6 separate regions of the Mus musculus genome follow, and regions 2, 3, 4, 5 and 6 are each linked to region 1. A link is a contact called in public Hi-C, HiChIP or PLAC-seq and promoter capture Hi-C data. All regions are on one chromosome and are shown on one strand. Each heading gives the region's core, a stretch centred on a gene start, on an enhancer-like site or on the middle of the called end of the contact. The rest is flanking DNA. Distances are from core to core; before and after follow the strand shown. Region 1 holds the start of Plxnd1 (plexin D1). Region 2 holds the start of Olfr212 (olfactory receptor 212). Region 3 holds the start of Alox5 (arachidonate 5-lipoxygenase). Region 4 holds the start of Tsen2 (tRNA splicing endonuclease subunit 2). Region 5 overlaps Alox5 (arachidonate 5-lipoxygenase). Region 6 overlaps Zfand4 (zinc finger, AN1-type domain 4).

Region 1 (4,120 bases), core at 1,130-3,629:
CCTCCGTCAGTGTGCTGGGTGCCATCTACCTGTCTCCCAATGGATACCCAATTTTATTTATTTATCCTGGGAGGACCCCCAGAATCTCAGCAAGGACTTCCCTCCCCACTCCCTCCTCACATCTCTGCCCACCCAGGAGTAACCTTGGTCTTAGAGAGAAAACTGAGTTCCAGTCCTATTGCTGATGCCTCAGTTTCTCCGTCTGTGAAATGGGCTCAGTGACCCCTGTTTTGTCTTCTGGTGCAAAGAAGGTTGTGAGATAGTGGTGGCAGAACTGTGGGTGGTGTTTACCCCCAGATAACCCATTAACTACTATGGGATTCAAGACATAAAACAGGCAGGAGCCATGATCTATTGCCTCCTCCTGCCCTTCCTCCCGACTTTAGCAGGGGCTGTGGGGCCATGACTCAACCTAGCAGTAGTGTGCTATTATATGGTCCACAGGAAACAGGCTCAGAGAGGGCAAGCACCTTGCTGGAGGCCACACTATAATTCCTACTTCAGTTTATGTGAATATATTCAGACCCTAGAATTCAGGTCCCAAACGCTGAAGGTGGGGTGATGGCAGAAATCTACCAGCTTAGCAGGAAGTTTGTCCACAATACACAAAACAATCCATCTGGCCAGCTAAACCGAGATGTCATAAAGCATTATCCTCGAGGCTCAGTGGGGGGAGCTGCAGGATGCGGCAAGAAAGCAAGAGAGGGACAGGAAGGAAGCAAGGAGGGGGTGGGGAGAGGATGGAGAATGAGACCAGAGATACTGTGTGAAGACAGAGGGTAGAGAGAGGGAGAGAGACAGAGAGGGAGGGCAGAGGAAGACAAGCCTATAATCTGTGCTGGGGCTGTCCAGTGGAGTGGAGGGCCTGTGGCTCACAGGGAGAGCATGACTCGGGCCTTCCCCAAACAGAGGTAGAGGCAAGTCCCCTGGGTGCTCAGTTGGGGGTGGAGGCAGGACATAAGTCTCCAATTTCCTGCCAAGGAACACTCCTGACCATCAAAGCCAAGGCCATGAATGGGCTGGAACATGGCAGGCAAGCCGGCAGGCAGGCACAGGGACAGGAAGGTTGGGGTGGGGGCCAGGGAAATGGGGATGGCTGGGCTCTGAGCCCTTGCTGCTGACCCTTCAGGCACAGGGAAAGCCCCTCCCCATCCTTCCTTCCTATCTGGTGGGAGCAAGGTCACCCTCTGAGAGAGGGCCACTAGGCCTCAAGTGACAGCTGCAAGCTGCTAGGAGACCCTGACTGAGAACTTGTAGCTGGAACTGTGGCTTCAAACAATGGGTCTGTGTCCCACCTTCCCCCTTAGCGGTGTATTTTGGGCTTTACTTCTGGGGCCTCAGTTTCCATGCACGGAAAGTGGGTTGAGTCTTTGTAAGGAGGTTAGCATTTGGTGTGGTCCTATGTGGGCACTCCCATGCTATGGAGAGGATCACCTGGGTTTCTATGACCTTAGGAAAATGACTCCTTGCCTTTATCCCAGGGCCTACCTGTTCCTTTGAAGGTCAAAGGAGTCCGGTGCCCAGTGCCAGCTCATATGTGGAATGACTTTAGGTTTCTCAGAACCTTGGCCTAAGGGCAAGGTCCTGGGGGTCTGCGGGGTTTGGCTCTATCCAGAAAGTAAGGCCCTGTGTCTGGTGTTCTGCTCAGCCCAGCCTGCCCTTGCAAGAGGAATGAACTTCCTCTCAACACAGTTTCCTACTTTTGCTGTGGGATTGTCAAGTTTGTCCCCGGAGCCTGCTGCTTGCAAACTCCTTTTACAGAGCAGTTCGGGGAACAGACCATAGGTTAGCCAGGGGCCTGATGTCCCTGGTCTGGCTGGTCTTTAGAGTGAGGCTTGGAGAACATAGGGGGTGTGAGCGGGGGGGGGGGGGGGCGGGGGGGGCGGGGAGGGGGACTGTGGCCAGAAGGGGCAGGCGGTTGAGGGGAAATGGAGGGCTTTAGGGGCAAGGAGAGGAAAAGAGTAGAGAGGGAGAGCAGCGGGAACAGAAAGAAAAAAAAAAAAAAGGAAACGCAGATGAGGGAGAGGGAGTGACGCGGGAGAGACACGGGGCGGAGTTGACAGGATCGGAGTAGGGGAGTCCGAGAGATTGAAAGAGCGAAACTCTGAGAGGCGGTGGAAGGCAAACGGGAGCCCAGAAACAGAACAGAGAAGGTACTAGAGCGAGGAGAAAGAGAGGAAGGATAACAAACAAGCGAGAGGAAGACATTCCAGGAGCTGGCCAGGAACCAGGAAAGAGGCAGGCAACTTGCGACTGCCCGGGTATCGGCCACCAGTGACCTCGGACCGCGGGGCGTGGCCCAGAGGCGTGGCCGGGGGCGTGGCCCGGGGCGAAAGGGCGTGGGCCAAGCTGCTGGGGCGGGGAGATGGGCTGTGGGCGTGGTCTCCACGGAGCCGCCCCCGGGCTGAGCGCCTCGCCAGAGTCGGGCCGGGGCGCCGGGGCCGGGGGCGGCAGGCGCGGGCAGGAAGCGCCTCGCGGCCCGGGCCCCCCCCCCGCCTCTCGCCGCCTCCGAGCTCCCGGCTCCCGGCCGCGCCGCGCCCCATGCACTCGCCGCGCCGCGCAGCCCGCGCTCGCCTGGATGGCTCGTCGCGCCGCGGGCGGCGCACCCCCTAGCGCCCGGGCCGCCGCGGCCGTCCCCTTGCGTCCGCGCCCTCACTCGCGGGGCCCTGGTCTGCTGCCGCTGCCTCTGCTGCTGCTGCTCGGGGCGGCACGGGCCGGCGCCCTAGAGATCCAGCGCCGTTTCCCCTCGCCCACGCCCACCAACAACTTCGCCCTGGACGGCACGGCGGGCACCGTGTACTTGGCGGCAGTGAACCGCCTGTACCAACTGTCGAGTGCCAACTTGAGCCTGGAAGCCGAGGCGACCGTGGGTCCCGTGCCGGACAGCCCGCTGTGTCACGCCCCGCAGCTCCCGCAGGCCTCGTGCGAGCACCCGCGGCGCCTCACGGACAACTACAACAAAATCCTGCAGTTGGACCCGGGCCAGGGTCTGGTGGTCGCGTGCGGCTCCATCTACCAGGGTCTGTGCCAGCTGAGGCGCCGGGGCAACATCTCAGCCCTGGCCGTGAGCTTTCCGCCTGCCGCGCCGACCGCAGAACCGGTCACCGTGTTCCCCAGCATGCTCAACGTGGCCGCCAACCACCCCAACGCGTCCACTGTGGGACTGGTGCTGCCGCCTACCTCGGGCACCGGGGGCAGCCGTCTGCTCGTGGGCGCCACGTACACCGGCTTCGGCAGCGCTTTCTTCCCGCGCAACCGTAGCCTAGAAGACCACCGCTTCGAGAACACGCCCGAGATCGCTATCCGCTCCCTGGACGCGCGTGGAGACTTGGCCAAGCTCTTCACCTTCGACCTTAACCCGTCGGACGATAACATCCTGAAGATCAAGCAGGGCGCCAAGGAGCAGCACAAGCTGGGCTTCGTGCGTGCCTTCTTGCACCCGGCGGTGCCACCGCACAGCGCGCAGCCCTACGCGTACCTGGCGCTCAACAGCGAGGCGCGTGCGGGCGACAAGGACAGCCAGGCGCGCAGCCTGCTGGCGCGCATCTGCCTGCCCCGCGGCGCGGGTGGCGACGCCAAGAAGCTCACCGAGTCCTACATCCAACTGGGCTTGCAGTGCGCGGGCGGCGCGGGCCGCGGCGACCTCTACAGCCGCCTCGTGTCGGTTTTCCCCGCGCGCGAGCAGTTCTTCGCTGTCTTCGAGAGGCCCCAGGGCGCCCCAGGTGCCCGCAACGCCCCGGCCGCGCTTTGCGCCTTCCGCTTCGACGACGTGCAGGCTGCCATTCGTGCAGCGCGCACCGCCTGCTTCGTGGAGCCGGCGCCCGACGTGGTGGCGGTGTTGGACAGTGTGGTGCAGGGCACCGGGCCGGCCTGCGAGAGCAAGCGCAACATACAGGTAAGCCATAGACCTGAGGGGCGTGTGCGGGGATACAGTATGCACGCAGATATCCCAGAGGATTGGTTACTGCCAGCGGTGCTGGCCCGGGAGCGTACTGGGTCACAGGTGCGCACACCTAAGTGGGGAGGTCTAGGTTGTCAAGGTACCCAGGTGTTCCCCGAAGACAGCGCACCTACAAATCAGCTCTGCAGGTGGGGGCCACAGGTGTGTGCTGAACTGAGA
Region 2 (4,120 bases), core at 1,079-3,578, 510 kb before region 1:
CGGTGGAGCCTTCTGACCTAGATGGCTCTTTTGTTGTGTCACCTGCCACTGCTCTCTCCAAGACACTGCTACCTGCTGAGAAGCCCCTGAGATATTCCAGAGAAACATTTTATTCTGCACATTGTCAACAGGCTGGCTCCAGACACCAAGAATGGACTGGTGGGGGGTGGGCATTCCCCCTTATAACCACATTCTCTTAGTAAACTGGCCAACCTTGAACAGACTAGCATGTCTTGGTTCCATCATTTCTCAGCCCGCCTAGGTTCCCTCTTCTCTTTGCCTCCCAGGTTCAAAACAGGGCATGAGAGCCGCAGGCCGGCCCCAACAATTTGGCGTACCAATGCGGGACCTGCGAATGGTAGAAGACGCTGGAAGAAACACTGCTTGCTGGTATGGAGCTCCACAGATAGGAAAGAATTAGAAAATTCGTATCGGAGCACAGAGAAGCTACGGGCAAAAGGTGCTAAGGTGCGGTATGGTCTGAGATGGAACAGCGGCTGACCCGCACTGGATTCGCTCAGGTTCAGCAGTGATTTCAGGATCTAGGAACGCAGCAGGCAGGCAGCCGCAGCTTTCAGAAACTTTTTTAGGTGAGAGAAATAAAAGGGTTTGGATTAAATAATCAGGCAGATGTCCGCAGATGAGAGCTGCATCAGGCAGCAGAAACATGGTTTGTAATAATAAAATATATAGAGGAAAATGGATTTTGAAACTCTCACAGAGGCAGAGAGAAATGTTGGGGGATGCTCTGCCTTTTCCTCTCTATCCCTTACAGCAGAAGTTCTCTGCTCTCTTTGTGTTGTCTAACATCTAATGTCTGGTGCACTGGTCTGTTCACGTGCTCAATTCATGTGTGTTCGTGTCTAGTCGTCTGAATGACTGAATGTTCTGTGTTTCATGTTGGAATATAAAGATGGCTAAAACTTTATCTGCTGGTTTAGCAAGAGTGTGGCCACATGCTTTAGCCAGGATCAGGCACAGCAGGAGGGCTCCTGCTGGAAAAACTTTTTTTTTACGGGAGTCTGCAGCCTCTTGGTTTTGGGGCAAAAAAGCTGATAGATGGTTTTTTCCTAAGAAAATTCTCTGCAGTCATGATTATTGCATTTAGCTAATGACAAAGTGCTTTTTATTTTATAATTATAGCTAGAAAAATTAAAATTCTCTTAATGGTCTAAGTGTGGCCACTTCACTTGGTTTTTTACTGGTAATGTGCTCTGCGTGTCTTCACAAGAGTATCAGCTCATAAGTTATTGGTTAGGATTAAATAATTGTTATATTGGTAACAGAAGGTTAGCCTTAAATTGGCAACTCAGGAGTCTTTCAAACACGTGGCAAAAGCAGGACAAAAAACTAGGCCTCTTAGGGATACTTCTAGTTGAGATAATATTTAATGTGATTCTTATCCTAAAAGGTAGACTTAAAGATAAGATTTAAAGCATTTAATGAAGCATTAAAATTTGCACTGTCATGCATTCATAGGTATAAATTGGCAGCCAAACTTAGTAACATGATAGTAATGTCTCTAGCATTTATTTTAAGGTAATAAATTGTTTTGAAATTGGGTTTTGCTTTCCCAAAGTTGTAATTATGGTCTAATATTGCAAAAGAAACTTAAAATTTCTAAAATCTGTCCTCAAGACAAGAGGAACAAAGCTCAGAGCAGCCTCTGCGGGCCTTGTGTGACTTTCTTTTGTCTTGCAAACGTTGTGCCTGGGGAAGTTCTTGAAACTTGCCTCTCCTTGCCTCCAGAGGAATTTTCTTTTAGCTGAAAGAACACTGTTGCAGATCTATCCAGATGTTGTTATTTTTTTTTTTTCAAAATGGGATTGCATTTATTCATTCATTATTGCTATTTAACAGAGGTTATTTAACATCTCTTTTCCGGAAACAAAAACAAAAAATCAAAATAACCTCACCTTCTGTTCAAACTTCCATTTTGAGTCTTTTAAAATCCCATTTATGGCGTTTCAGAATTTCAGAATGCAGCCTGAATTCCTGGCTCCGCCTAGGCGTAGCGGCCACCAGTGGCAAAGAAAACACCAGCCGAGTGGTTCAGGCATCTATCCCTAACTCTAACAACCTTAACCTTGTACTCCATCAAGTATTGTAGTTAACAATTGGAGTGACCGAGCCAGAAAAGAAAAAAAAAAGCAAGGCTTTAGTGAGCGGAAATCTTGGGAAAACATTTATATTGATTTCATTGATATGCTCGACTGAATCTGGAGAAAAAGTATACTGTACTCCATTTGGTTAACGATAGCATATTTAGAATAAAACTGCCATGACCCTCAGGCAACCCAAAAGCAGCTAGCCCACACTAGACGCTACAAACGCTGCCCGAGGCCCTGCAGCAGGTGCCGTTTAAAGACGTCACAGAGCCCCAAGGAGAATGCGCCACAGCGTATTGCAGAAGGCTCCGGGGCCAAGGATGTGCTCCAGGCTTTGACCACTAAGTCTCAGGCTGGGCTTCCACTAAGCCCAGCCATGGCCTGGGCTTCCAGTGGAGAGCGCTGTAGCCTCCTACACCCACCTTCCTCGGGCCACCACCCTGCCGGTCAGTGTGCCCGGCAGACCTCCGCCCACAGCCCCGCCGCGCTGGCTTCCTCCCCAGATGTTGTTCTAATTAAAGTTCTAATTTAAAGTTTATAAAAGGTCAATCAGACTGTAAAGGCATTACAATCTGTCTTGCCTACTTCATGTAAAGTTATTATAGGTTTAAAGGTTTGTTTTTTTCCTTTGCATCTCAATAATTCTAAAGGGTTTGCTTCTAGTGAACTGGTAATCACTGGAAAATTTTGCCTCTAGGTATGGCTAATATAGCTCTACATTATGTAAGAAGAATTTTTATTGTTTCTGCTTCTATACAAGAAGCTAAGAGTTTGAATCTTTCAGTGTATATTGTTTTCTAAGTGGAAAGTATTTTATTAGCTAATGCCTCTCAAAAAGAAGTTTACTTTAAATCCTTGCTCTCACACAAGGAGCTTTTAAATTCTGGGGAGTAGCTTTTGCTCCAGAAAAGATTCTGAGGCAATAGCTTCTTAATACTTAGGGTTTTAGTTATAATACAGAAGGCTTTGCAGAAAATAAAGAACTCTTTTATAATTGTTATTAATTATAATCAATGGTAATTAAATATTAGCTGTGCCCACAGCAATTCTTTGGCAAGAGAAAACATTATTGTAAAGTCATTTTTCTTCTCCTCCGGGCCAACCGTTGGCCCACGTGGAGCCAGCCAGCTGCTGGCTGCTGCGGGGCAGGGCCTTGAGGCACACAGCTTTCCCTGAGCAGCCAGAAAGCAGGCGGCTTTGTAGCGAACTCAGGGGAGGGCCCCGCTTGCCATTGCCCCCATGAGCCTCCACCTGTCCCCACTGGGGGTAGCCGTATTCTCCCCGCTAAGACTTGGGGTGCTCTGCCGCCCTCACTTGGGTTTTCTGGCCTACAACAGACTGGGCTGCCTTCAGCCTCTTCCACCTAAGAGAAAGGCCAGAGGCAGGCAAGGCTGTGGTGGCGCTCACCTCAAAGCACAGTTTTAACATCCTATTAAAACTACTGTGGTGCTAATAAAGAATTGTAAGATATATTCGTGTATTTTGGAAAACCTGTAACAAAATTGTGTCTTAAGAACCTGACTAAGTGTCTGTTCCATGTTCAAAACAGCAATTAAATTGGTTATTACAGAATATCAATAATTGACCTATTGCATACCATCATTTTAAATAATAATAGATAAGTTAAAAATTGTTTTTATGCATGCTTTTGTATCTTCTATAAATTCACGCATGCATGCATCACAGTTACTGTGTTTAAAAACAACCCCTCTATGGGAAATAAGTAGATGTGAATTAGATCACACGCTTATTATTTTGAGCTTCCCCCTGCTTCAACACAGATACTTAAGTTGTGTGCTGTGGATGGTGTTTTATAAAGCTGAACAATCAAACCTTAATTTGTATATTAATAGTCAATATTATATCTCAGAGCTCACAATTGCTTAAAATTGTTCATCCCTCAGATACTATAAATTCTCAAATTTGCAATGGTTTATGCATACATAACTCATAAGAAAAAATGTTGTTCTTTTAAGAAGACTGTTTTTGGACAGTTAAGAAATTGTTCTGGA
Region 3 (4,120 bases), core at 593-3,092, 470 kb before region 1:
TAGGGATTTGAGGGAGACATTGCATTTTGGGTTGAATGTCCCAAGGTCTCTCACTTTCTGCGGAATGTCTGACTGTGATTCTCTGTATTTTTTTTTAAGCTGTCTAAAATTAGGTGTGGTCCACACCTGTAGAGGAAAGTGACTACTCAGATACGTTTTCAGTCACTTCCTTGGCCAGCAGAAGCCAGGTCTGCTTTGTCCGGCTGAAGGGAGAAGGGGCAGGTTCATCCTGTTGCCATTGCACTGGACTGCAGAGGGTCCAGGGCTCTCACAGACACGCCGCTGCATGAGTCAGGTAATCATGCCACCAGCAAGGGGAAGTAAGGGCTGGTCCTCTCTCTTCCCTTCCCTTCTGCTTTTCCAACCACAAACACCTGCTTTCCTGGCAAGTTACAGGTTCCCCAATAACAGAGGACTAACAATAACTAAGGCCTGTGTCCAGCTTCTCTGTACCTCACAGTGTGCTGAACTAGGATATGAGCAAAACACAATCCCAGCCCCCAAGCAGCTCATAATATGATGGGAGAAATGACGACAGAGCAGATCCCCTTGGGACAGATGACAATGTGACAGTAAGTGTGAGCAGCGGTGATAGGGTAGCAGTCAAAGAGAGGCAAACAGATTCACAGAAGAAACAACATCTGGGAAGGAGTTTGCACAAGATCTAGAGGTACAGAAGGAAGGCAGGAGAAACCACCCAGAAGGGAAGGGAATGTGCCAAGGATCTGTGGAAATTAGAAGATTCAAAATTTCAGAAGAGAGCTCACTTAGACTGTGGCATGACCAATGTATGGAATGTAGTCATTCCATCCAACATGAGCAGGGTATTATCGAAGGATTTTGTAGATTTAATTGTTATACATTGTCTCACTTGCTAGGTGAGCCCCATCCAATCAACTGGAGGGCAGGAAAAGCAGAATGGAAAAAAATAACCAAGAAGTAGTAGCACAGTTTATTACAGACAAATTAATGCTGCCCATTGTTCCACTGTAAATTAAGGAGGGTGCATTGACCGCCTACCTTCTAGTGACCAGCTGCTTTCCCTTCTCTCTATGGCAACAATGTTATGCTTTTCTGAGCACAGTGGGATAGCCCTCCTCACCTTCCAGCAATCACTCTCCTTAAGGTTTCTTTTCTACCTTTACCCAAAATGCACAGGTAGGCTCTCACTGAAGAGCATCCCACTCTTCCCTAAGACTCTCAGTCTTAACCAACTCCTTAAGCCATCTCCGGACAAGACAACCTCCTTTCCCATCACAAGTCCGCTCTCAGCAAGCATGCCATTAAAGTTCCAGACAGTCCCACAGGTGCAGATTAGGAGTCGCCCACTCGGGCCACTACTTTCTAAGGCTGGTTCCCAGTACCACTAACCATTTCCCCCAAGTTTGCTCCCACCCCGCGCCTCCCAGTACCTTGCCCAGAGAGAGAAGGTTTACTCATTTTGTGAAGAAACCAACATTCAAGTTTCCTTGGGGTCCACCGTGGAGCTACAGGTACTCTCCTTGTGGGCTTCAGACCCCCTGCTCTAAGTGTAACTATTGCATACGCTGTGTGCTGCAACTGAATGAGGACACAGGTAGTTCTTGAGCTGACAGTGAGGGACACTGAAACAGGCAAGAAGCCATAAAGATGGAAGAAATAAGGGATTAATTGACTAATGAAAACAAAAATGCATGAGGGATAAAAGCTAGGTAGAGATGGGGCAGAGGAACAAGGGCTTCAGCCTATCAGAGATCACTGTCCCTCCAGTGCCACAGGAGAGAAGGATGCGTTGGAAGGTGGGGTCCTGGGACTGGCCAGAGACAGGGGCGGAGCCAGCGCCTGAAGGCAGGGCCGGTCGCAGGGTGGAGCCAGACCCAAGCGCAAGGCTGGCCCGCTGCTGGCCACTGTGGCAGGGAGCTGCCGCGAGTGACAGGGTCAAGAAGTTGGTGGGCTGCCACGCCGAGCTTCGCGGGCTCCTGCTCCCACACCAGCAGCACTCACTTGCCCGGAGTCATGCCCTCCTACACGGTCACCGTGGCCACCGGCAGCCAGTGGTTCGCGGGCACCGACGACTACATCTACCTCAGCCTCATTGGCTCTGCGGGCTGTAGCGAGAAGCATCTGCTGGACAAGGCATTCTACAATGACTTCGAACGGGGCGCGGTGAGAATGCGCGCTTGGGACCGACGGCTGGCAGCAAAGAGCGGGAGGGCGGCGGGGCAGGACAGGCAGGCACCTGAGAACTGTCTGTCCCAGCGCGCTCGTGACCCTATGTGAGCGCATCTGGGGATCTGATGCAGCGCCAGAGTCGGTGCATGCCAGGGCAAGCGAGGCACCCTAGACTTCCTGATGACTCGGGTATCTTAAGGGACAAATGACTTCCAATGTGGGGGACTGATGTGGCTGGCCTCTTATGTGAGAGATGGCACAAACTTTCACCAACAGGACCCAGAATTTGTGAGAGGCCCCTTCACCTCGGGAGTTCTGAGGTCCTAGTGCCCCAGAGTCCAGTACCACTGCAAAGCATAGAAAGCCCTGTTCGACAGCTAGCCATTTTGTGTAGACAGTGTAAGTCCAGGGTAAGTCAGAGATCCAGGATCGGGAGTCAACTTGGGCATAATCACTCTTCTATCCCTACTGTGGACCTTCGTTTACCAAACTAAAAATTGGTTAGGTTTAATCTTACCCATGAGTCATGAGGGAGCCCAGTCCCATTTGGGGGCTAGGAATGAGTCCAGGGATTGCCCCCCACACTTAGGTACCCTACATTTCCTGCACTCAGTCCCAGTGGAGGAATGTAAAGGAAGGAAGGTCTGGCCCGAGCAGCCTTTGGAAAGACTGTCAGCAGGGTGCGTGCAAGAGGACACTTCCTCCCTGAGTATTAGCTTCTGAAGGAAAAAAGGAAGAAAGATTTCCTTTCTTCCCTCCTAATACAGACTTTGGAGTCTGGCAGCCCCACAGGCACTGTGGGAGGCCATTCCGTTTGGATGCTGCTGGTGTGTAAAGTCTAGCCCCATGACTTTCTCTTAACACAGGCAGGTCATGGTTTTCAGTGACCCACTAAGTGCCTAGTACATCAGACTTGCTCAGTAAGTGAGTCTGTAATAGACAGGCACGCTGCAGACCCTTGGGGTGGGGGTGGGGGGTTCCTCTTCCTTCTACTACCTCCAGGTCTAAACTAGGCTTAGGTTTGATTTTACCAGGCTGCCTTCTTATCATTTAGTTTACTATTGAGTCGACCCACATGAACTTGCTTAGAATTAACCATTTGTGATAAGCACAATGACAATTTCATATGCTTCCACTAGATAGATCTGTTCAGCCTAAACCAAGGAAATGATAGTTAAGCCCTTTTCTGGGTCCCAAACTCTAAGCACGACGCTTACATTCCTATCCTGGGACCTGGTACTTTGCCCTGATTAGCAAGCTTCTAACCAGGCTTGAACAAGCAAGCGTGGGTGTTGACCTCAGAATGGCATCTTTTGCTCAGTTTCACCAGAGCTGGCCAGAGAATGGTGCTGCCAAAGACCAAGCATGGCATCCGTTTGGGATGCTGACACCCTGTGCAACCTCCAAAGCACTTGTGTTTATTTTCAGTAACTGGGGCTTCTCCCAGTATACAGGGGGAGGAAGAGAGGACAGAATGCTTCCTCTTTATAAATGGACTACAGGGGGCCTTCTCCACAAATCTAGCTATCAGTGGGTTCAGTCTAGGTGCAGCACAGGACACCTTATGTGTCATTTCCTCCAGGAGGAGAATGGCAATGTGGCCATCATAAATGACTGGACAGGAAGTAAGAGGCCTGTCCTGTTCATCATTTGCCTTTCTGTCCTGCCTCCCAACCTGAAAAGTCATTCAGGTGACATTAATTTAACACCTTAGCAAGAACCCCAGAGGCAAATTTCAGGAGAGATTTGCATACATATTTCCATTGTGGGGAGGGAACCACAGCTCAAGTGAACTGCTGTCTTCTGGCTGGATGCAAAAAGAGCCTTAAAAAAAGAAAAAGAAAACAGCCTTTGAGAAAGTTCCTGTTGATGCAAAGTTACTCCATACTTTGTCTTGCACAGTCCAGAGCCACTTCCTCATTCTGTGGCCAGTGTATCTTTAAAGTCCAGATGTCCCTTTTGGGTAAAG
Region 4 (4,120 bases), core at 1,165-3,664, 450 kb after region 1:
GCAATGCCATTTTACAGTCAAGGCAACACTCAGGTCAGTGAGGCCCGTAAGGGCCCTGTGAATGACATCACTGGATTAACATCAGGGCTGTGGGAACCAGAGCCCAGGCCCTCTCTGTGGCTCCTGCTCAGACACAGGTTTGCATCTGTTTACTGTGGTCTAGGTCTGAGTGAGATGCCACACAGCTACCAACCAGGTAGAGACTTACCTAGAAGGATCCAAGGAAGCTGATGTGAAGACCTCTTTATTCTGGGTCTTACTTATTCTGACCCAAGGAGACAAAACCAGTGTGGAATACACACAAAAGTGAGTTGGATGTGACACGGAGCTGGGGCCGGCTACCAGCACCGAGCATTGCTGAGTCACAGCCCATGCAAGTGTGTACATTCCAACTGACAGACGCTTCACCAGGCCGGTGGGGGATTTGAACCTGCAGCTGTCTAGGGTCAGGTCTACACATGACTTAAACTGGGAGCTTACTGAGGAGGTGGGTGTCATGACCATTAAAGAGGAAACGATGTGGCAGGAGCACTGCCTGCTCTTTTAGAGGATTCAGGTTCCACCCTCCGCATCCACAGGGTAGTTCATGCCCATCAGTAACTCCAGTCCCAAGGATCCAATGCCCTCTTTTGGCCTCTGTGGGTACTGCATGCATGATAAGCACAGACAAGACACACAGGCAGGCAAACACCTGCAAAATGACAGTCGTGGTGGCGGTGGTCATAACAGAAACATCAAGCCCTGGCCAAGGTGTTCACGAAACTTCTCATGAAGCCAGGAATGTCAATAAAGACAGAAGGAAAGATGGACCAAGGAAGTTAGAACAATGGACAAGTGCGTGTCAAAGATAACCACGCACGGGGATGGAGAGAGGCTTGGTAGGTACTCATCCAGAAGAAAGACCCAGGTTCAATTCCCAGCATGCACATGGTGGCTTATGCCCACCTGCAACTCTAGCTGCAGGGGATCAGAAAGCCTCTTCTGGCTCCCTGGGGAACAAAGTACTCGAACGTTACATGTCATAAAGCAGATACATACAGCCAGGTACATATGTATAGGGTAGACCAGACCAGGACGGTGGTCTGGAGGACTGGATATAAAGGCTTTTAGTTGCTTCTTTTCCTAGTGCTGGGAATTGAACTCAGGGCCTGGATCATTCAAAGAAAACTCTCTATCAAAGGAGCCACAGTCCCAGCCCAGCCACATTCTTTTTTTTGTTTGTTTGCTTTTTTGTTTTTTCGAGACAGGGTTTTTCTGTGTAGCCCTGGCTGTCCTGGAACTCACTCTGTAGACCAGGCTGGCCTCAAACTCAGAAATCCGCCTGCCTCTGCCTCCCAAGTGCTGGGATTAAAGGCGTGCACCACTATCGCCCGGCTGCCCAGCCACATTCTTATTCCCATTGTACAAGTGAGAAGAATGGCTTGCAGCGTGTGTGTGTGTGTGTGTGTGTGTGTGTGTGTGTGTGTGTGAATGTATCTGCAAAGACTGTTAAGGAGAAACCTGCTCATGCCTGTCACCAGAGCACCACAAAGCATATTTCTGTCCATCAAAAGCAAGGCCTGTCCTTCATTCTTCTCTTAATCTGCTAGCCTAATATTCATTTAAAAATTTCGGTTTTGCTGACACGTGGCCTTGTTATGCAGCTTTGGCTAGCTTTAAACTATGATCTTTCTGCCCCAGCCTCCCATGTACTACAGCTAAAAGCACGAACCATGACACCCAATGGTCAGCCCAACCCCGCTCTATATGCTTCTACCGTCAATCCAAGCACAAAGCATACAGTAAAAGGTGGGTCCATATCACTTTCCAACACTCTTGGATCAGGGGTCAAAGAAGCCTCTCTTATGGCAAACTTACTCATGGTCTCTTAGCATGTATTTTATTTATTTATTTATTTATTTATTTATTTATTTATTTATTATTTTGAGATGAGGCCACACGTAGCCCAGGCTGGCTCCAAACGTGATATGTAGCTGAGGAAACTTAAAACCAGCTTGATGCTCTCGCTTCCATCTCTGGAAGTTGGGATTACAGGCGGGCAGCAGCTTGGTTGGATGCGGTGCTAGGAGTAGACAACAGGCTGCCAACCGAGTCCCATCCTCAGCCCCTCGTGGGCTCCTCATCATTTGCAAACACACTTTCATCTGTGTCCCCCACTGCACAGCTCCTGGGCCGAGGTGCAGGGCTGAGGGCCAAGGCAGACCAGCTTGGGGCTGGGGCAGATGGCATCTGTCAGCGAGAGCGAAGCGCTCCGCAGCCCTCGGGACGCTGTGCCCATGCGCGCTTGAGTGACAGCCACAGCTCCCACCCCGCTCCCGCCTGAAGTCGCTCGCACGCTGGACACAGAACGCGAGAAACAGGACTACTCAGTCTTACCTTTCGCCGCCACGCGCGCCCACCGTTACCCGGCAACCGGGGGGCGGCGCTGCAGCCGTCAAGCAGTGCGGCCGCAAAACCAGTTGCACGCAGCCGCAAAAGGGACTGGCTGTGTCCTAGCACAGCACGCCTGCGCACTGTACCGCTGACGATACATTCCGCCCCATCCCCCGGCTAAGTCTAATGAGGAAGGCTAAGGGGTAATATATCCCGCCTTAATTCTCACAGCAACCCCCAAGGTTTGTTTGTTTGTTTGTTTGTTTTCCTTTTGAGATTACATAGGTCTCACTGTATAGCCTTGGTTTGCCTGGAACTCACTTTGTAGCCCAGATTGGCCTTGAACTCATGGAGGGACACCTGCCTTTGCATTGCCAGTGCTCACTGCCTGTAAGTTCTAACACAAGGTCCATTTTTTAGAGATGAGATATGAAGCAACCTGCCCCAAAAGGCTGCCCTTGACCTCAGTGTGATATGAGATTTTTTTCAGCAGTGAACCCTGAATGCTACCAGGGAAGATGTGCCCACTGGAGCAATAATGGTGCGAAGGTTACAGAGGCAAACCCACATTACTGATTGACTCTGAGGCTGTTCGACGGAGGGAACTCATGCCTGGTATTGTAAACCTGATCTAAAGTCTCAGGAAGTCAAAGGCCCTGAGGAGAAACTGACTAGTATCTTGTTAAATGAAGAGGCCCAGCTACTTCCAATTTTTTTGGTTATACCCACAGCTTAGTGTTACCTTCGCCCCTGGCCAGAGAAGCTCCTCTCTGCAGAGGGCTGTGGTGACTACACAGGCTCAGTACTGGTCAAAATGCTGGCAAGTGACTGCTGAGAGCTCAGCTTTAAATGGGGTATCTATATTAACCCTTGCCTGCCCGAGGCTGAGGAAACATGGAAAAGGAGGGTGATGCAGAAAGGAGGCAAGAGCCAGAGGATGGGAGAGTGCTGTCTTCTGAACATGACAGAGCCCAAGGCATTCACGGACTCACAGCAGACTTGGGTACCTACATAAGGCGTGGTCAAGATCAAGCCTGAAAGATCAGTTAACCTTCTAGCCGGCAGTACTGACTGTATTTGATGGATGACCAAAAAGATAAAGGGCAAAGGGAATGAAGATAGGAAGGGATGAAGGGATGTGTGGGCAAGTAGAGGGATGGGAGGGGAGAGCTGGGGGTGGCTGTAGTCAAGATACACTGTATGAAACTGTTTAAGAATACACAAAAGATAACAACAAAATGTAAAACAAAGAATGCAGACAGGCAGGTAAAGTTTCTGTCAGGTGTGGTGGTGAGTGCCTTTAATCCTAGCATTTGGTAAGAAGCAGCCAGATCTCTATGAATCGAAGACCAGTCTGGTCTACATAGCAAGTTCCAGATCAGCCTAGACTATATAGTGAAATCCGCCTCCCCTTCCTCCCTCCTTCCTTCCCTTCCTCCCTTTCTTCCTCCCCACCCTCCCCTTCCCTAGGTTGGGGTGTGAATTAGTTGTAGAGCAATTGCCTATCATGCAGAGGTCCTGGGGTCCATAAAAACAAAACAAAACAAAACATAAAAATGTTTCTCACATTTCCAACTTTTGCTATCTTGTTTCTTTCATATTCTTCATATCTCAACCTCCTTATTGGACTATTTGAAGATAATTCCTACCCACACATGGTGGTATGTATTTATAGTCACAGTTACTATGGTAGCTGAGAAGCTAGCATCTTTTGAGGCTGGGAGTTCAAGGCTGGGCAGTATACTAA
Region 5 (4,120 bases), core at 633-3,132, 420 kb before region 1:
CACTATGCTTGAGCTTGGCCAAAAGACCAAGAAGCGGTAAAACTGTGACACATTTTAAATTTTCCAGCAACTGTATTAGTTTCAAATAGACCTCTGAACCAGAGGAGAAGTAGTTTAGAGCTTTTGTTCTGTTCAATATGATTCCCGAATGGGTCACTGCAGAAACATCTCTGTGTTGACTGTAGATATAAAATACCTTCTGTTGTCTCAGACCTGGAGGAGGGACTTGGCACATAAAGAAGCGTGTATATCGCTGGCATCCTAAATATTCTGGATCCTGGAGCCTATGATCATTGGGTCTCACACAGCATCTGTCTCCATTTGTGTAACTGTCACCTTACTGCTCTCAACCATCTTACCCATGCAAGGAGACTAAGGTACAGGTGCTCATAGTTAGCCAGCCACGGAGCTGAAATTCAAGCCAGCTGTCTCAAGCCTGAAGTTTAACTTATGTTTATAATCCCAGGCTGTCGGTTCAAGGACAGCCTGGGCTACAGAGTGGTGCCCAGTGTCAATTTGTTTAACTAATTAATCAAATCAGTTAGCTGCATATCTATACCCCCACCCCTCTGCACTCCAGGAGTCCTGAGCCTATTATCAGAGAAAGCTCTATGTGTAAGAAGCTGAAGCATCAAATGAAGGCACAGGGGATGTGGGAAATCACCACTGAAAGATGCCAGGAGAGGGATGGATTACCACTGACAGGTGTTCTGAAATAGCATGTCCCAGACATGTATTTATTAGAGCCAGAGGCCTGGCTCAAATCTCAGCTCTTTCCATTGTTAGCAGGAATTAGGCATTGGACAAGCCACAGGACATGGTTAACCCTTTCTCTATAGCTGCCCAGGAGAATTAATGCACCCCAGGGCAGTGGTAGCTGCAGTTACTGGGACAACCCTTGAACAGGGCCCACAGCTGCTGTAACAGATGGATTCTAGGCTGGGCTGTAAGAAGGCCCATGGGTCTCCGTGTTGAGGCTGGCAAGGCCAGGACAATTGAAAGCAGTGCTGAGAGGTTCTCTGCCAAGACTGAACTGAACCAGCCTTTTTGAGGATCAACAGAGCAACATGCTAGAGGATGGAGATCATGGTTCTGGCTTGGGTGTGAGGCTGCAGACAGACAGAACATAGGAGAGGTTGAGGGGATGGGACCGTGTCCAAAGCAGGAAACACTACAGCACTGTACACCTTCAAAGAGGACTGCATCTGCTCTCAGCTGACTTGGCCCTTCCCAGGGCTAGTACCAAAGCAGAAAAGCAAAACATGGAATATGGATGATATCAGCTCATTTATGCAAAAATGAATGCAAGAACACAGCATGCCACAAACCATATGCTTTACATGGGTAGACATTGGTGTTGGCTTGGTGAGACACAGGACACAGGGTCACCACGCTGCATACAGAACAGGTTGGAGATAGTAAGGATAGGTCTAAGTTCCTCATAATAAGGTTCTGTTTATGAAAAGTAAACACAAATACACACATATGCAAAGACCTAGGGAAGCAGCGACCTCTTGTGGCTGGACAAGAGGTACATTCTCACTAGTTCTTGGACTCTTCTGTAAATGCTGGAGTAGTTTACAATAATAATCATATATTATTTTCTACTCAGAAACAAAAGATGGCCTCCTTCAAAAGCATTTAAAATAATGCAAGCACGTTGTCCTGGGCATATTCTAGAAGAGCTGGGACAAGGACAAGTCTGGAGGGGTGGGAGGAGGTGTGGCATGCTCTGTATAAAAGCTCACCATGGGAGCCCCTGTGTGGCATGGTCAGACAGAGAGGAAGGAACTGCAGGGTGATGGAGTTACAGCAGGCAAAGCAACAGAGCATCCCTACTTAGCTCCATCCAGACCTCTGTGTGGCCTGGAGAGAGGCTGAGTCACTCAGAACCTCACACTTTATCTCTTTGCAAAATAGGAAGGATGAGGAAGAACTGTTGGTCAGGCTGTGGTGAGGATTTTGTGATGACACATACGTCAAACCTTACGACACAGCAGAAAGTCTCTGGACTCAGTGCCTGAGGATACCTGAGTAGGACAGGTGGCCCGTGTGCTCTAGGAAGCAGGCCACAGGGTGGCTGTCTGTGGGCCACACAGCTATGGAAACAGAGCGATCACTGTGAGGAGCAGTCCTCTGAGAACCTTGCTCACTAGGACCCTCTGGAAACGGCAAGCCTGTTGTCCTCTGAGGACACATGTGCTGACTTCTGACTTAAACCTGATCACTTAAGGAATCTGAAATTCTCTCCTAAAGGTAGAGGACAAATCCATTAGCGAACAAGTGGGAAGGATACTGTGGGGGTCAGGAGTGTCTCCCTGGCCTCCTTGCTCATCCTCAGGCGGTAGGGGAGAGCTGCTTCCCTAGTAGTCCTGCCACCTCCCCCACAGCACAGTGGCTTAGGAAGCTTAGGACGCAGTACTCCTTGCTCTGGTGTTCTCGAGACGCACTTAATCCAAACCAAGACCCGGAGTAAATTCTTAGTGTCCATAACCCAAAGACTTAGAAGAAGAGTAAAAGAATGAAACCTGCCAGGACTATTTCAGAATGGTTTTGTGTTGTAGAAAAGTGGGTGAGGCAAGGAGCTAAAGGGGTCTGCAACCCTATAGGTGGAACAACAATATGAACTAACCAGTACCCCCGGAGCTCGTGTCTCTAGCTGCATATGTAGCAGAAGACGGCCTAGTCGGCCATCATTGGGAAGAGAGGCCCCTTGGTCTTGCAAACTTTATATGCCTCAGTACAGGGGAATGCCAGGGCCAAGAAGTGGGAGTGGGGGGGGGAGTGGGGGGAGGGTCTGGGGGACTTTTGGGATAGCATTTGAAATGTAAATGAAGAAAATACCTAATTAAAAAATAAATAAATAAAATTCTCAAAGATTAAAAAAGAAAGAAAGAAAGAAAAGTAAAGAAAAGAAAAGTGGGTGAGGTAAATATTTTACCCTGGGGTTACGTATTTCTTTTTTCTTTTAAAAAATATGGCTGACTAAAAAAAAAAAAATGTAATTTAAAAAAAGGTGGCCTCCTAGAAATTTGAATTTGTGCTGCTTGCATTATATTTCTATTGGCTAGTGCTACTTTGGATGGAGAGACAAATCAGAAAGGTGCTTATAACCTCTCTAATGAAAACAACTTAAGGAAGGGAGAGTTATTTTGGTGCTCAGTTTAAGGGAATACAGTCCATCGCAGAGGGTGAGGCATGGCTGTAGAAATAGGAAGTGGTTGGTTCCATTCATAATCAGGAAGCAAATAGACAGGAAGTGGGGCCAGTATGTGGAACCTCCAAGCCCAAGTCTCCTGCTCCTAAAAGTTCCAAATCTTCCAAAACAGCACTGCCAGCTAGCGATCAAGTGTTCAAACACACGAGCCTACCGGGACATCACATTTAAACCGCAAAACCATCTTCCAGATTAGTTAGGGGGGTGCAGCTAACTCTGCTCAGGGGCCTTATCTTTCTGGCTTTAAAGAAATGAGTTTTTAAAGAACAGATAACAAATTTCTTTACATTTTAGAGAAAAATCACATGACCCAAGCAAGGAAACTGGAAATGCAAACGCAAGCTGGGCCCCTGGGTACCTGGTTTCAGAGTTAGGGCTCAGAGCAGGGCTCCAGCAGCAAATCCTGATTTGCAGCTGGAGCAAAAGGGAACTGGGCAGCATGCAGCCCCAGCCTTGGTCCAGAAGGAGCACGGCACTCAAGGTCAGGGTGTCTGTCAGGGAGGAGGATGGAGGGCACTGCTGAGCAGAAGTGGTAAGCTGGAGGATGCCAGGCTCTGGGGAGGGCACAGGTCACCGACCCTTGCAGCTGCTCGCTCCTTCCCCGAGGTCTGTACCACTGTCCTCAAGTTACAGACAAGGAACCTACAGCTCACAAACAGGTCAAAAGACATGTCACTAGGGCCCTCCACCACTCCCCACGTGCTTTTTGTGATCTGAAAGTCATGGCCGGTTGATGTTTGCTTTCTTGTGGAACTTCCCCAGAGTTCTCCCACAGCTCCCAATGAGAAATAAAGTGGAGCGTTCTCTTTCTCTAATGCACCAGCTCAACCAAACCCCTGGAGAGAGTAACCCAATCTTCCTCCCTACGGATTCAAAGTACGACTGGCTTTTGGCCAAAATCTG
Region 6 (4,120 bases), core at 1,074-3,573, 290 kb before region 1:
AGCTGAGAGAAATCTCTAGCCAACCAGCTGCCAGGAAAACCCAGAGCCCTCAAGTATCCAAGTGAAAGGAGATCAGTTATAGCACACTGAATATGAACGTGAAAGCTGGTACGTCAGACACTGCCGCCTGTCACCTTTAGTATAAGGTGTGAGCCATGAACAAAGCACTAGCTGTTCTCTTTGTAGACATCTGACCCCAAGACCCTTTTCCAGATCACAAGCTGGGTTTTCTTTTGAAAAATTTTAGCAATAGATTTTAATCTTTTTGTGAGCCTCACTTTAGTTAGCTGTAGTAACTTTCTTCTCTCTTCATTTAAAGTCACTTCACACAGGCCATCCCTAAGTCTCTGTTTCACATGAAATGAAGGCCAACTCATCTGGCTCCAGAGACCATAACCTTCTGCAACAATCACCAACAGTATAGCACCAGGACCACAGCTAGTACTTAAGTACGTGCCTCAGATAAGCTCGCCACTGGCTACAAATGGTCAGTATGTGCTTAATGACTTAAGGTGAAGAGAGCTGGACAGATGGTTTGACCAGTCAAGGCACTTGCTGCCAAAGCCTCATTACACGAGTTTAACTCTCAGGACCTACATGATGAAGGGAGACAGCTGACTCCCAAGATGTCCTCTGACTTCCACATGCAACAAGGTACAACCATGCCAATACATGTACACACAAATAATGTAATAAAATAAAAATTAAAGTGAAAGGAGGGGCTCACAGTATGTTGAAATGTACAGACACTTAAGAGATTCTCTTGCCCCAACTCCTTCATTTCCCACTGCCTACCTAAGCAATCAGTAGTGTTTTCCTTCTGGTCTTACAAGTAATATACAATTTATTTCCTCTTAGCAGTAACAAAAAAAGGAAGAAAAGAGATTTACCCATCTTTAAGTAGCAGAGTTTAAAATAATACCAACCTCAGGATTAATCCTTTCTGCTATGTCAGGGTTATGTAATAATATACTATTCTCACAAAACAATATTGTCACAAATGAATGGAAACAAACTATTTTTATAAAAAAAATTACTGTGTAAGAAAATTCAAATTTATAAATTATTTTTTAAGTACCAGTCATATGAAGGATAAATTCATAATTACTTATCAGGGAAGAGGGTGAGGGTACATGAAACTTACTTGGTCTTATAAACACACTACAGCTACTTCAACAACCCAAGGAGCACACACAGGCTTCTGAAGTGTGTTATGTATTCTCCTTTTCTAAGTGAAGCACGCAAATGAAGCCTATTTACCTTAAAGACTCAGACAGTGGGGTTAAAGTGCCATCCCCTCTATCTACCACACGGAAGAAATTCAGCTGATCTCCTTCCCGGTATACCAAAAACGTAACTTGTTTGTTGCAGGAGGTCTTTTCCCAGACCTCATCTCGACTGGAATCCATGTACTCAGCAAGCTCCCTGAGTGGGTCTTCCACAGGAACTACAAATAGAAAGATTCATCAACAGGCTTTCAACTCAGCACATTTCTGCATCTTGCTACAGCAACAGGATATAGATGCTGAATGCATGCAGACACACTGTGCATGTGATAAGACGATACACTCCAAACAGGCTCCTGACGTTTTATATTTTATATAGCATCCCTTATTAGTTTTTAAAGAACTTAATGAGTACTGCATTTTCATATTTCCCCTCCTTCCCCCTTCCCTCCAATCCTTACTGTGTCTCTCCTAAATCTGCTCAAATTCATGGCTTGCTTTGTATTAATATGAAACAAAAAAATGCATTTTTATGCTGCATGCCTAAAAACATGCTTAAATAAAAACATGAGGTCACTTATATTCCTGTACAAAGACAATTGATAGATTTATCTATTGTTATTTTAGCTAAATCCCTTCAGCCTTCTCTGCTTTTAAATACTGGTTCAAACGATCAATCACTTAAATGTATTATAAATCCCACTTACTTTAGATTATAAAATAATCAAGAGAAAGACAGAATACACGCCACATAGCACACTCACACACACACATACACAATTGGGAGATACATTCAAGCAATTAGAGGCAAGAGAGAGTTAGAGACAAGACTCATTAGGAGAGTGAGTATCCAGCATGCCCAAGGTCCTGGGTTTAGTCTTTACCAGCAAAAGAAAACAACAACATAAAGCAACAACAGCAAAGGAACTCTCTTTCCGCTTTAAGAATGGATTCTTTCTACAGCTGTTCCTTGAAGCAGTTAAAGGCCACAAGAAAGCATAAGGAAGGCCACTGGTGTGCTAAACTGTACTGCATCAAGGAGCAGCAGGTGTTTCCTGAAAGGCTCCTCTCATGACTCAGCGTCTTAGTCAGGGTGTGTGTGTCCAATCAGAGCATAGGAGACTCACACAGACCTACTGGAGTCATGACACTCTTCACAACTGGTAGCCCAGTGATAGCCAGTTGTCCTCAAGTTTCCAAGCTGTCTGACTTTCATTACTCATTAACAAAGCTGGAACACTGTGCGCAGTGCCCTAAGTGGTGGCCCCAACAGTGGATGCCAATGAGCTGCAGAGTACACTCCCCTGATGTGCACAGGCTCAAGGTTCACCTACCAGCACCAGAAAGAAAAGTGAAATAAAGAGAAACACTAATAGAAAAATAATAAACTCTGAAAGCAATAAGGTCAAAGTATCAAAGATGCCATAGTGTGAAATTAACATCACTAATTTTGAAACATAACATTTTGATTTGTTCTTTCACATTCAGAAAAAATGTATAAACCTTAAAATGATATTATCCATAGAGCTTTCTGCCTTCTCTGAGACACCTATGTGGCCCAAGCTTATTTGTAACTTTCAATCCTCCTACCTCAGATATGGCCGAGATGACAGGCAAATGGCACAGTATCCAGAACCATTTTCAAAATGTAAGGTCCCAGTTCCCATATTACATCACTAAGAGGTAATTATTACCTCGGCCACTGAAGCCATTCCTAAACCAGCACAGGGTGCCGTACGCCAGGAGGTGGGTGCTGAGGTTGTCTGTGTGTGCACAACTCTGTATAACTGAACACTCACTGGGAGTTTGTCATCTAAAAGCAATATAGTTTAGAATATAATTTTAGAAAGGGAAGGTTTTTTTTCTTGTGCTGTTTTACTTGATATTTTGAGGCAAAGCCTTAACATTTTAATAATCCAATCTTAACCAAAATTATGAAGTATGGGGATATAATCTGACATGTGGGAATAAGCCAGCAATGGAATCTGTACTCAACCTCCAGTTTTCTAGTTTGTGGAGGATCAAAACACTCTGAAAACCTTCTAAAAACGAGGGTCACAAAGTAGGACTGTTGTGAGCATGGCTCTATGTGGTGGAGTGCAGATGACAAAGCTGACTTGGGTCCAGTGAGCATGCCAGTGAGTTGGATTGAAATCTTGTGGTGGCTTCCATAGGAACAGCCCCTATGAGCTCTTATGTTTGAACGCTTAGCCACTAATCCCTGAAGAATAGTACCAAGTTACTTAAGAGTGATCATTGGATTGCTTTAATGTATGCCTACCTTTTCTAGTACTTATCGGTCCACCACGCATAGCCAATACCAGCTTCAAGGTACAACCTTCTGAAATGCTGTGAATAATTAGCACAAAAATAAACTACAATCATCAAATAACATTCAGTGTCAAGTGAACCACTAATTATGTACTAGTTTATTACTGCTATTATATATTCCCTAAAATATGAAAAAAGATACAGCAATATGAGTAAATGGAAGATACTATTATATTTACCCAAATGAATTACAGAAAATTTATAAATTCTCATAAGCTTTGTAAAGAGTGGGGCCCAGTCAGGAGATGGTGGCACATGCCTTTGATCCCAGGCTCCAGAGGCAGAGGCAGGTAGATCTCTGAGTTCAAGGCCAGCCTGGTCTACAGAGCAAGTTCCAGGGCAGCTAGAGCTACACATAGAAACTCTGTCTCAAAAATACAAAAAGGAGGACCAAGAGAGAGAAAAAGCTTAATCTAAACCCAAAGAACCAGGAAACAGAAAATGCATTCAGCAAAATAAAAATAACACAGAAAATCCAGCAACTCTCCCAAGTCCTAGTGCTTTTCCAGTTTAATGACACCTCTCACCTCCTAATTCCTTTGTCTTGAGAGTAATAAATTACA

The links. Promoter capture Hi-C pulls out the DNA fragments that hold promoters and counts their contacts. A called contact is a pair of places that touch in the nucleus more often than the background predicts. HiChIP or PLAC-seq counts read pairs in DNA pulled down with a chosen protein or histone mark.
Region 2: a contact with region 1 is called in a promoter capture Hi-C map of embryonic stem cells, with 2.3 times the contacts expected there. The contact joins the promoter of Olfr212 here to the promoter of Plxnd1 in region 1.
Region 3: a contact with region 1 is called in an H3K27ac HiChIP or PLAC-seq map of bone marrow-derived dendritic cells, with 2.5 times the contacts expected there. The contact joins the promoter of Alox5 here to the promoter of Plxnd1 in region 1. A contact is called at or near these places in 2 of 39 promoter capture datasets (embryonic stem cells and liver), 1 of 484 Hi-C or Micro-C datasets (the G1E-ER4 cell line) and 1 of 115 datasets of contacts at active chromatin or transcription factors (bone marrow-derived dendritic cells).
Region 4: a contact with region 1 is called in a FOXA1 HiChIP or PLAC-seq map of pancreatic cancer cells. The contact joins the promoter of Tsen2 here to the promoter of Plxnd1 in region 1. A contact is called at or near these places in 5 of 484 Hi-C or Micro-C datasets (CD4 T cells, CD8 T cells, the G1E-ER4 cell line and 2 more) and 1 of 115 datasets of contacts at active chromatin or transcription factors (pancreatic cancer cells).
Region 5: a contact with region 1 is called in a Hi-C map of the G1E-ER4 cell line, with 2.7 times the contacts expected there. The contact joins the enhancer-like site here to the promoter of Plxnd1 in region 1. A contact is called at or near these places in 5 of 39 promoter capture datasets (embryonic stem cells, hippocampal neurons, liver and 1 more), 2 of 15 datasets of contacts at CTCF or cohesin (large pre-B cells and pro-B cells), 38 of 484 Hi-C or Micro-C datasets (the AML12 cell line, the Ba/F3 cell line, the C2C12 cell line and 21 more), 2 of 115 datasets of contacts at active chromatin or transcription factors (bone marrow-derived dendritic cells and pancreatic cancer cells) and 1 of 9 other capture datasets (pancreatic islet).
Region 6: a promoter capture Hi-C map of pre-B cells shows a contact between it and region 1, with 2.2 times the contacts expected there. The contact joins the enhancer-like site here to the promoter of Plxnd1 in region 1. A contact is called at or near these places in 2 of 39 promoter capture datasets (liver and pre-B cells), 2 of 484 Hi-C or Micro-C datasets (embryonic stem cells and hematopoietic stem and progenitor cells), 1 of 115 datasets of contacts at active chromatin or transcription factors (pancreatic cancer cells) and 2 of 9 other capture datasets (adipose tissue and liver).

The regions. Positions count from the first base shown.
Region 1 is chr6:115,993,264-115,997,383 of GRCm38.p6, reverse strand. It overlaps Plxnd1 (plexin D1), which reads left to right and starts at 2,379. Exons shown (of 36, transcript NM_026376.3): 1 at 2,379-3,895. The coding sequence starts at 2,579.
Region 2 is chr6:116,504,724-116,508,843 of GRCm38.p6, reverse strand. It overlaps Olfr212 (olfactory receptor 212), which reads right to left and starts at 2,328. Exons shown (of 2, transcript NM_001011800.2): 1 at 1,917-2,328.
Region 3 is chr6:116,458,900-116,463,019 of GRCm38.p6, reverse strand. Alox5 (arachidonate 5-lipoxygenase) reads left to right here and starts at 1,842. Exons shown (of 14, transcript NM_009662.2): 1 at 1,842-2,145. The coding sequence starts at 1,996.
Region 4 is chr6:115,542,985-115,547,104 of GRCm38.p6, reverse strand. Tsen2 (tRNA splicing endonuclease subunit 2) reads right to left here and starts at 2,414. Exons shown (of 12, transcript NM_199033.2): 1 at 2,377-2,414. Gm36355 (a long non-coding RNA gene) reads left to right here and starts at 2,458. Exons shown (of 7, transcript XR_869382.3): 1 at 2,458-2,763; 2 at 2,864-2,988.
Region 5 is chr6:116,415,498-116,419,617 of GRCm38.p6, reverse strand. It overlaps Alox5 (arachidonate 5-lipoxygenase), which reads left to right. Exons shown (of 14, transcript NM_009662.2): 8 at 4,041-4,120. It overlaps Gm38880 (a long non-coding RNA gene), which reads right to left. Exons shown (of 5, transcript XR_869387.2): 2 at 1-4,120. Among named protein-coding and RNA genes, the nearest start is that of Gm38880, 4.4 kb to the right of the region's middle. Within about 2 kb of position 1,882, at least 34 of the 459 cell types and tissues checked have an H3K27ac peak or open chromatin away from gene starts, as enhancers often do. A contact at or near this core is called in the Ba/F3 cell line, the G1E-ER4 cell line, bone marrow-derived macrophages and 1 more, where this site is marked.
Region 6 is chr6:116,285,309-116,289,428 of GRCm38.p6, reverse strand. It overlaps Zfand4 (zinc finger, AN1-type domain 4), which reads right to left. Exons shown (of 10, transcript NM_001309446.1): 4 at 3,508-3,575; 5 at 1,261-1,447. Among named protein-coding and RNA genes, the nearest start is that of Zfand4, 23 kb to the right of the region's middle. Within about 2 kb of position 2,323, at least 115 of the 459 cell types and tissues checked have an H3K27ac peak or open chromatin away from gene starts, as enhancers often do. A contact at or near this core is called in hematopoietic stem and progenitor cells, liver, pancreatic cancer cells and 1 more, where this site is marked.